Regions from separate parts of the Sus scrofa genome. Here all the other regions are linked to region 1. A link is a contact called in public HiChIP or PLAC-seq and promoter capture Hi-C data. All regions are on one chromosome and are shown on one strand. Each heading gives the region's core, a stretch centred on a gene start, on an enhancer-like site or on the middle of the called end of the contact. The rest is flanking DNA. Distances are from core to core; before and after follow the strand shown.

Evidence for each region. Promoter capture Hi-C pulls out the DNA fragments that hold promoters and counts their contacts. HiChIP or PLAC-seq counts read pairs in DNA pulled down with a chosen protein or histone mark.
Region 2: a contact with region 1 is called in an H3K27ac HiChIP or PLAC-seq map of alveolar macrophages. The contact joins the promoter of RCSD1 here to the promoter of DCAF6 in region 1. A contact is called at or near these places in 1 of 47 Hi-C or Micro-C datasets (skeletal muscle) and 1 of 2 datasets of contacts at active chromatin or transcription factors (alveolar macrophages).
Region 3: a contact with region 1 is called in a promoter capture Hi-C map of liver, with 4 times the contacts expected there. The contact joins the promoter of TIPRL here to the promoter of DCAF6 in region 1. A contact is called at or near these places in 1 of 5 promoter capture datasets (liver), 3 of 47 Hi-C or Micro-C datasets (heart right ventricle, liver and skeletal muscle) and 1 of 2 datasets of contacts at active chromatin or transcription factors (alveolar macrophages).

The regions. Positions count from the first base shown.
Region 1 is chr4:83,068,071-83,071,386 of Sscrofa11.1, forward strand. It overlaps DCAF6 (DDB1- and CUL4-associated factor 6), which reads right to left and starts at 1,648. Exons shown (of 19, transcript XM_021089469.1): 1 at 1,218-1,648. The coding sequence starts at 1,314. MPC2 (mitochondrial pyruvate carrier 2) reads left to right here and starts at 1,844. Exons shown (of 6, transcript XM_003355070.4): 1 at 1,844-2,089; 2 at 2,412-2,522. The coding sequence starts at 2,414. MIR9810 (microRNA 9810) reads left to right here and starts at 2,293; the gene lies at 2,293-2,387.
Region 2 is chr4:83,402,381-83,405,696 of Sscrofa11.1, forward strand. RCSD1 (RCSD domain containing 1) reads right to left here and starts at 1,722. Exons shown (of 8, transcript NM_001244462.1): 1 at 1,611-1,722. The coding sequence starts at 1,703.
Region 3 is chr4:82,793,069-82,796,384 of Sscrofa11.1, forward strand. TIPRL (TIP41-like protein) reads right to left here and starts at 1,697. Exons shown (of 7, transcript XM_001928523.5): 1 at 1,382-1,697. The coding sequence starts at 1,485. It overlaps LOC100525571 (a long non-coding RNA gene), which reads left to right and starts at 1,732. Exons shown (of 3, transcript XR_001308291.2): 1 at 1,732-1,884.

The DNA of each region.
Region 1 (3,316 bases), core at 398-2,897:
TGTACACATGTGCTTGTTAATTCAAAGGAAAAGGTCTGGAAGACTATTCAGGAAACAACACTGTTACTTCTCTAAGGGGGTGTGTGTGTGTGAAATTGGAATGGGAGGAATAATAAGGATTTTTGCTTCATTCTTACTAAGTTTTTACAAGGAGAACATATTCATGTCACTTGAGACACCAAAAAACAAGAGCAAGGGAAAAAAATGCTTGCTAACTTTTCTCAAATAATTCACAAACCAGAACTGTTAGGCGTAATGAGATGTCATTTTCTTTTGATTCTAAGGCAAAACCAAATAACATCAAAAAATACCTAGCAAAAAGCGACAGAATTGGAAAAAAATTAATGCTGTCATTTTCAAATTCAAAGAAAAATTAAAAGAGTAATGAAAAGATTTGCAGAGGAAGAAATAAAATAAATTACTAAATCCGTCCACTTTTAGCTCAGGCGTGACCCAGAATCCTCACAAATCCACTTTCCCCAAAACGAAAAAAAAGTGTAATACTGTTCCCTCAAGTATCAAGGTTGTTTTTAGAAAGCTTAACTAAGAAACAGTAAATGCCAAGTGTGTTTCACAGGGGGGGAATGGGAACGTGAAATCCTACACCTCCTTAAAGCGGTCAAAACGACTGAACACCAGAGTCCAACTGGGAATGCGCGCGGGGGTGGGGAGAGCTCAGCTATCACTTTTAGGTTTGGCTCGGAGCCGCAGGACAGTTTACATAGAGTCTGTTTGGAGCGTAAAGTCCCCGAGGGTGGTCAACGCATCACTGGCGACACCTAAGCCCTCCCGAGACTGTAGGGGAGCGGCGGTCAACACAAACTTAGGTCCTTCGGCGGAGCGAGGACAGCGCTGGAGAAGAGCTAAAGCGCCAACTTTTGCTCTAAACGCTGCAGCACCGGGAGGTTCGACAAGTCTTCTCCCGAGTCCCACTCCAGAAGCCACCCTAACACCAACCTTAGCCACTACTGTCTGCCCCCGGTCCGACCCCCCGAGGAAAACCCAGCAAGGGCGGCGGCTGGCAGCATGCAAAGGGGAGGCTTGGCCGTGGGAGGACACGGGCGCAGAATCCGACGGCCGAGGTCCACCCAGCATCCCTGAGTCTCCGGGGGACCCCTACCAGGCGCTATCCCACCTCCAACAGCCCCCGCGGCGCGGCCCCCTCCCCCACCTCTGGGCGGCGACCTCAGCGCCTCCGCCCCGGGGCCCCTGCTCACCCAGGTAGCGGCTCCGCAGCCGGGAGGGGTCCTCCAGCCCGAGAGACCTTTTCCTCACGTCCCACAACAGGTGTGGGCAGGAACCACCCCGAGACATGGCTCTGCCGGGCCGGGGGAGGAGGGGAGACCACCGCGTGGGGGAGGGGAGGAAGGGGAGGGGACACGCGGCTCAACACCCCAGCCGCACCGGCACCATCCGCGCGCCGAGCCTCGCGGGCGCAGCGAGTTAGATGGCGGCGGCAGGATCGACCCGCGCGCCTTCGCCCCCGAAGCCTGGCCGCACCCGGGCCAGAGCTCGCCTCATACTCTCCCTCTCAGACTACCCAGAACATCCAGAGATCAGCAACAGTCCCCTCCCTCGGCCCCCCTCCAACAGGAGGAGACCGAGGAGGCGGAAGCGGCCTCGACTCCTCCCTCTCCTCGTTCTCTACACCCTCCCTTCCAAGCCTTCTCGCGAGATAACGACCACCTTGGGGACTGAGGCAGGTGTGCGCCAACGCTGCCCTTACCCTAGAAAAATGGGTTCAGACCACTCTAGCCAAATCCTTTATGCTTTTTGGATAAATGAGGACTAGAGGGAGAAGGAGTTGAAATCAGAAGTTTTTCGCTCACGAGTCTCATTCCAAAGGAAGCAAGAGAATTGTGCGGCGTCATCTTTAGTCGGGGCACGGGAAGGCCCGAAAAGCCCATTTTAACTAGGGGCCTCCTTAACCAAAGTGAAAGGGGATCAGAAGCGGTGCAGCTTCACTTTCCCTTCTCCAACATGGCCTCCAGGGCAGCAAGGAGAAATTGGAGGTTTGCTCTGGACCCCGCCCGCGCCTCGGGGCTGGCCAATCACCGCGGACAGTTCTAGTTGCGCAAGCGCACTACAGGTAGGACGCGAGGTTGATTCGGTGAGGCAATCCTTTTGCCACCTGTTTCCATGACCCCTCCTCCTCTTAGGCGGTGGGAGGCCAGTAGGCGGGCTGGGGGCGGGCCATCGCAGTGTCTCCGCCCCGTCCACCTTCTCTGGGTGCGGGCCCGCGGGTAGTTGGAAAGAGGTCAGGCAGAGCTACGGGAAGGGCACCCGGAGGAAGAGGAGGGCGAGAGGCGTTGAGGCAGGGGAGAGTGACGAGGTGCCCTTCATTGTCAGCCAGGGACGAGCACGCGGCCACTCTCCCCTCACTCCGACTGCCCACGATCACTCGTCCGCAGAAATGTCAGCCGCCGGCGCCCGGGGCCTGCGAGCCACCTACCACCGGGTTCTCGATAAAGTGGAGCTCCTACTGCCTGAAAAATTGAGGCCGTTGTACAACCACCCAGCAGGTAATGAACCCAGAGTGGCTCTCACCGAGTCCTTCCCTCCCCGTCCCTCTAAGAGACGTTTAGAGGCCCGCTGACAACTCTGCCGCTGGAGGCGTCACCCACAGCCCCATCCCCTTCCCTTTAAGTGAAACCGTGTACTCTTTCTTGCATTTCACGTTTTCTTTTCCAGCATCTTTCATCAACTCCTAGTTTTCAAGCAAGCGCCCTTTGCGACCTTGGTTGCACCTCATCCCTTAGGCACCATTCACACCCGGACCAGGCCTCTGGGTTTCATCCTTCTCCGTTTCTGCGGCCAGGAAAGGGTCTTGGGCCATTAGGAAACCTCATTTCCTCTTTTCCTCCAAGAGTAGTGGTATATTGACCCACGCGGAGAAGAGCTGTCGTACCGCACCGGCGGATTTAGAGTAAAGGTCGTACTTCCTCAAACTCCAGCTGACAGGCCTGCAGATGTGTTACCCGGGTTTCTGAGTCAGTGTCATTCCTTGTCCCATAGGCCTAGTTTTTTTAAAGTTAACCTTATTTATTAAATTACTACTAAACCAGCTCTCCCTAGACCTTTTTGTGCGGACGGACCTGGATTTAATTCTGCTCAGCTTGCTTACTATAGGTGTGACCTTGGGCGAAATCTTTTATCTTAACTTCTGTAAAATCTGATCGATGTGAGAGTTAAAGATAGCATATGTGTCTGTTTCTTTATAAATTCTCCATAAATACTAGCCCCCTCTTTAACCTATTGGAAAACAATGTTCTTGTGGTTGAAAAAAAATAATTCTATAAGAAACTGGAAGATTCCT
Region 2 (3,316 bases), core at 472-2,971, 330 kb after region 1:
GATTCGTTAACCTCTGCGCCACGACGGGAACTCCTAGATATGTTTTCTTAGACAAGTCACTTACCCTCTCTGATCCTCGCTTATGTCACCTATGTAGTTTAGTAGGCACTCTGAAAAGAGCAGCTATTTTTATAATGCTCAGCTTGAATGTACAAGCTCAAATGAATAGGGACTCAATATTTCTTTTATTGCCAGGCATTCTAGGGTCCAATGAATGGGGCCTTCACCCCCAGGAATTAATGGTAAGACCCTTCCCATTCCAGCCACACAGTTATGGAGGTGAGGGCACTAGGCAACAACTGACGGCAAAAAAGGAAGTATCGGAGTTCCCGTCGTGGCACAGCGGAAACAAATCCGACTAGGAACCATGAGGTTGCAGGTTTGATCCCTGGCCTCGATCAGTGGGTTAAGGTTCTGGCATTGCTCTGAGCTGTGGTGTAGGTCGCAGGTGCGGCTTGGATCTGGCATTGCTGTGGCTGTGGTGTAGATTGGCAGCTGTAGCTCTGATTAGACTCCTAGCCTGGGAACCTCCATATGCTGCGGTGCGGCCCTGAAAAGCCAAAAGCCAAAAGCCAAAAAAAAAAAAAAAAGACAGAGGAAAAAAAAAAGGAAGTGTCTTTGTACCTTGCAAAGCCTACTTGTGCTTGTAATTTTTTCTCCCTTTCCTTTTTTTAAAGGTGGGGACTGAGTTGGTGGTGGGAGTGTAGTTTCTTACCATGTCTTCTAAGTCTGACTCATGGGGCCTTTTCATTTCATTTGTCATCCTCCTCTCTGCTCAGAACGGGGCTGCCCCAGCACAGGCTTCTGGCTTCACAAACAGGAGGGCGGAAGTGCTTACCCGAAGGAAACCGTTAGGCCCAGATAGCATCGCAGTCACTCAAGGTGACTTGCAGCTGCAGCCCACGCCCTGCTCAGGCCTTCCCTCAGCCACGTGAGGACCCAGGATCCACAGTGCAAATTAGCTCGGCTTCAGCTCTGTTCCTACATGCAGGGTGGGATGCCCTTTCAGAGCTGACTGGGCCGGAGGCAGAGACCTTCATGGGAGGAAGGAGTGAAAAATGGGGAGAAGGGGCAGAGGCCCAGGGCTCAGTTTCAGCAGCCCTGAGTAGGTATAGGGCCCATGCCCCTCTTATCTTCCCTTCCTGTCCCTCCTGAAGATCCTCAGAAGCTAGAATGGAAATAAACCAGCTGGCAAACACCCCATTTTTGCTGGGCTATCTGGGGTTGTGACTTGCTGCTCTGTGTGCTGAGAGGAGCTGACAACCAAGGGGAAGGGAAAGTGGCTCTGAGGGGGTGTCTCCCCTCCCGCTCTAGGAGACTGGTTGGCTCACAAGGGCCCACTTCCTTTACTCTCCTCTCTTCACAAACCCTGGCAGTCTGAATCAGCCAAGCAGAAAATAAAGGCCAGTGCAGAATGAAGAACAAGAAACACCAGGAGTTCCCGGCACAAGTGGGTTAAAATCTGACTGCAGTGGTTAGGGTCACAGCTCAGGCTCATTGGGAACTTCCTTATGCTGTGGGTGCAGCCATGAAAGAAAGAAAGAAAGAGAGAGAGAGAGAGAGAGAGAGAGAAGCCAGAGATGCAGCTTAAGCAGAGGAGCCCATCTTACCATGAGCAGCTCCAGGCCTTCAATAAATAGTGAATGAACGAAGCAAATTAATAGGATCTCTGCCTTTAAATCAAGGGTAGAGACTTTTTCCATAGGTAGGTCTCCAGTGGGAAAGAAAATCTGATGGGAGAAAAGATCATGGAAGGGTACAAGTTATGCAGTAACTTAGTTTTTAGGCAGAATTGCTAAGTGCTCCAATCAATCAGCTCTTAGTAAGTGGCCACACTGTGCTGTTGACTGTCCATTTTAAAAATTAAGAGCAAGAAGCAAATATCCTTCCATGACTATAAATACTTACTTTAACACACACACACACACACACACACACACACACACACTCAGCCCTAAGTCCTGAGAATGCTGCAAAAATAAAACAAAACAACTCATACTGGGAGTTCCTATCGTGGCTCAGTGGAAATGAATCTGACTAGCATCCATAAGGACGCAGGTTCTATCCCTGGCCTTGCTCGGTAGGTTAAAGATACGGTGTTGCATGAGCTCTGGTGTAGGTTGCAGACACGGCTCAGATCTGGCGTTGCTGTGGCTGTGGTGCAGGCTGGCAGCTGCAGCTCCTCTAATTTAACTCCTAGTCTGGGAACTTCCATATGCTGCGGGTGCAGCCCTAAAAAAAAAAAAAAAACCCAAAACGAAAAACTCGTCCTGCCACAAGTGACTATCAATGAGGAAGAGTTGAATATACTAAAATTAAAACAAGACTTGAGAGCTCATGTGTTCAAGGAATGGCAATGGAGGGTTTCCCAGAGGAAGATGATAGCACATGAAATGTAAACTGAGGAGGAAGGTAGCAGGGTAACAGTTGGGCCACAAGGAGGATGATGAAGTACTGAAAGGGCAGCCAGCAGGGTCGGGCAACCTCATGAGACAATTGCCTTATGACAGCAATTATAGTTGTAATACTTTTAGGTAAGAAGTATCATTGGATGCTAAATCTAGTGGGTAAAAATGGAATGAGGACTAGGATTTTATATAATTCCAAAGTCTCTCCCCAGAAGTTACTCATTAATTACAAAGAAAAAAAGTAACTTAACAGAGAATAAGCCTAACAGACACCATATTAATCAAATGATCAAATAAACAGCAGCAGTGACGGGACAAATTGACTTCACATTCTACCTGATGGGATGTAATAAGAAGAGCACACCATCACTTCTGTGATAATCTGGCCCAAGGTGCATAACCTGAATCTAATCATGAAGAAACACTGGACAAGCTAAATGGAAAGACGTTCCTCAAAGTCACAGTGAGTTCCAAAAGTGCCCATGTCAAGAAGGTCAAGGGAAGGCTGGGGAAGGGTTCAGGTTAAAGGAGACTAGAGCCAATAACAATTGGATTGACCATGTACTTCTAGATTGGTTCCTTTGACTATAAAGTATATTAAGGGAATTATTATATATATTATACATTATTGTATATATCAAATCATCATAATTTGTGCTTTTAAGTATCTTACAATTTTATTTGTCAATTATATCTCAATAAAGCTGAAAAAAGATAAATTACTAGAATTGGCAAAATTGTAAGGAATTCTGGGTGAAGGATGTATGGGAGTTTTTGTACTAAACTTACAATTTTCTCAAAGTTTAAAATTATTTCAGAGTTCCTGTTGTGGTTCAGTGGAAACGAATCTATCCCTGTCCTTGCTCGATGGGTTAAGGATCCAGCATTGTCGTGAGCCGGGGTGTAGT
Region 3 (3,316 bases), core at 447-2,946, 270 kb before region 1:
TTGTCCAATAGCAATGCTTTCCCTGCAACAGCAAGCCAGAAATCTTGCCAATGGTACAGATTCTTCCTTTTTCCTTCCTCCTCCTATCAAGCAGCCATCAAATTCAGGGACTTAATCTTCTAAAATCTCTCTTCTCTCCCCTTCCAACTGTCTCCTTACCCAGGCCTACATCCTTCCAATCCATCCTCTGCATCAGCTCCAGAGAATTCTTTCAGGGTGTAATCTGATAATATCGCTCCTTTCTATAAAATGACACCCATGGACTTTCCCTGTGGCCTACAGCATAACTATACAACAGCTATGGTGCAACCCCTGGCCATGGAACTTCCATGTGCCACAGGTGAGGCCAAACACTTAAAAAAAAAAAAGACCCCCAGTGGTAGTCAGATAAAACTCAAAACTACTTAAATTCTCTTGTGGTGCAGCAGATTAAGGATCCAGCTGCTGTCACTACAGGGGATTGGGTTGCTGCTGTGGTGTGGATTCCATCCCTGGCCAGGGAACTTCCACATGTCCCGAGCATAGCCCCCCCGCCCCCAAATCAAAACTCCTTAGCCCGGCATAAAAGTTCTCTCAGTTATCTTTACTGCCCAAGGACCTGCTTGCCTCTGGCTTCTCACAACAGCAGTCCCCCTCCGATCCTTCATGCTGCAATCACACAGAAACAGTGCTTTAAGGCTCCCACTCTCTCTGACCTCCCAGCTTTACACGTGTCTCCTGTCACCCCCAAATTCTGTCGAGCTCAGGCATCACAAACGCGGCACAGCTGTCACTTTCCCTGGCCCTCCACCTTTACACATGCCTTCCACCCTCACCCAATTCCACCGACTTTATCAAGATTCAGTGCAGACATCCCAATTTCCCGCATGCCTTGTTTCCCTAAATAATCTCGAATAACCCTGTATATACACTTCTATCAATTCACACTGTATTATAACTGTCATTCTCACAAGACTGAGTTCCTCGAGGTCGGGATTGTCTTCTGTATCTTAAATGCCTGGCATAGCACCTGACAAGCTAAAAATCAAGCATATATATCATCTCCGTTATTAAACCCCAAGAAAAGAGGTCACAGCCACCCAGAAATAGTCTAAAGGTGGCGCAGGCTGGGGCAGGTAGAGAACCATGGGAGGCGAAAGTCCACCGGAACAGTCATGCTCTGCTCAAACCCAAGCGGAATGACAGTTTCACGAAGGCAGCGCCTGAAACCTGAACCGAAGGACAGAAGGCAGTGATAGCAATATTTCCTGGTGTTGCCATTCAAAGGTCCCGTCCAAGCCTCCGCCCCAGAGGAAGGCTGGGGCTGCGGGGAGCTCGCCCTTGCCTCCCGCGCAGGCCCAGCTCCCCAGCCCGCGCCCGGATCTCAGCCCTGGAGTCTCACTTCTCTACATCCGCTGACTTCATGATGTGGGTCTTGGATGCCGTCAGCTTCCAGGGCCCGAAGGAGAAGTCCTGGTGGCTGCTCTGGAAGCCGTGGATCATCATGGCTGCGATGGAGCCCGCGTGGGCTACGCAGAACAGGTTGGAGCAGCGGTGGCAGCGGCAGCGACAGCGGTAGCGGACACCGCTCCCTCCGCCTTGCTCCGGCCCAGCCCCCTCGGCTTCCCAGCCGTTACCATGCCCGGCCCCGCCCCCTGCCGGCCGACCCGGACGCAGGCCCAACTTTCCACCTTCTTCTCCGCCCCTCGGGTTTTGCTTCCGGGAGCAGTTGCCAAGGTTGCGTGACCTACGTATTACGTCAAGACGCACCGGGAAAAAGGCGGTGAGAAAATGCTGAGGGGAGAGGCCTCGACTCAGGAGGTGTGGTCGGGGTGCACCGCTCCCTGAGCTGCTGCAATGACGTCGTCTCAGGGCATGTTTAATGGAAGCTCCACGGTGGAAAAGGTGAGTTGAACGTGATCCTAGCCAACTTTGCAAAGCAGCGAGTTACCTCGCGTGTTGGTGAATTAGGGTAGAGAGGAAATGCCCTACATTTTCCCATTGAGGCCAAAATTTTAAAATCACTTAAGAGTCCAGGAGCTTAGGTCAACATCAAGAGCTACGTGACCCAGAATTGGACATCTAGCTGCTATCGATTAAGACTCCTATCAAAAATTTCCTCATTCAGGAATTCCTGTCGTGGCGCAGCGGAAACTAATCCGACTAGGACCCATGAGGTTGCGGGTTCGATCCCTGGCCTCGCTCAGTCAGTATGTTAAGGGATCTGGCATTGCGGTGACTGTGGCATAGGCCGGCAGCTATAGCTCCTATTTGACCCTTGGCCTGGGACTCTCCTTATGCCGTGGGTGTGGCCCTAAAAAAAGAATTCATCGTTCAGACATTTCAGGACTTTCCTGGTCTAGCTATCACCTAAGCATCTGGTATAGTGGAAACAGCACTTTAGACCCGTACTAAATCATCTTTTACAATGATGTTTTATGCATCCTTGGCAAACCACTTAACTAATGATTTTGGCTTCAGCTGCCTAAAATAGTATGCTTTCCTGGCCTGGGAACTCCCACATGCCAGCGGGGCCAAAATAAATTAGAAAAAAAAAAAAATCCCTTGCTCTTAGGGTGTCTATCAAATCTTTTTTTTTTTTTTGGCTTTTTAGGTCTGTGCCCAAGGAATGTGGAGGTTCCCAGGCTAGGGGTCAAATCCAACCTACACCTACCAGCCTGCACCACAGCCGTAGCAATGCTGGATCTGAGCATCATCTGCTACCTACACCATAGCTCACGGCAATGCCTGATCCTTAACCCACTGGAGCAAGGCCAGAGATCAAACCTGAATCCTCAAGGATACTAGTTGGATTCGTTTCCGCTTTGCCACAATGGGAACTTCTCCCAAATCTTTCTTTCTGGCCCCATTTTCAACTCCCTCTCAGCCCTACTCACCAGCACTCAGCCCAACCTTTGGGCCCTTACTCTTGCTGTTCTATCTGCTTGAAACTGTCATACTCAGACCTGTCCCATTTCAGAGTCAACCTGGCACCTTTTAGAACTATAGATTCTCCAGCCCCCATCCCTTTCCCTAACCTGGGATGATCTGCCTTGGAATGATACATCTCCTCCAAAAGGCTTTTTCTGAACTCTGGAGCTGGATTTAATCACTCCTTCTTCTTAGCCAACATGTTGATTTAATTTAACTTCACTCATTCCAGTTACCACTGTTTATTCATTCATCCAAATGAATGTCAAAATTTGAGCATCTGCTGTTGGCCAGGCATTTGTTTTTTCATTAGGAAACAGCACTCACACCCTTTCTTTTTTTTTTTTTTTTTTTTTTTTTTTTTTGTCTTTTGTCTTTTTGTTGTTGTTGCTGTTGTTGTTGTTGT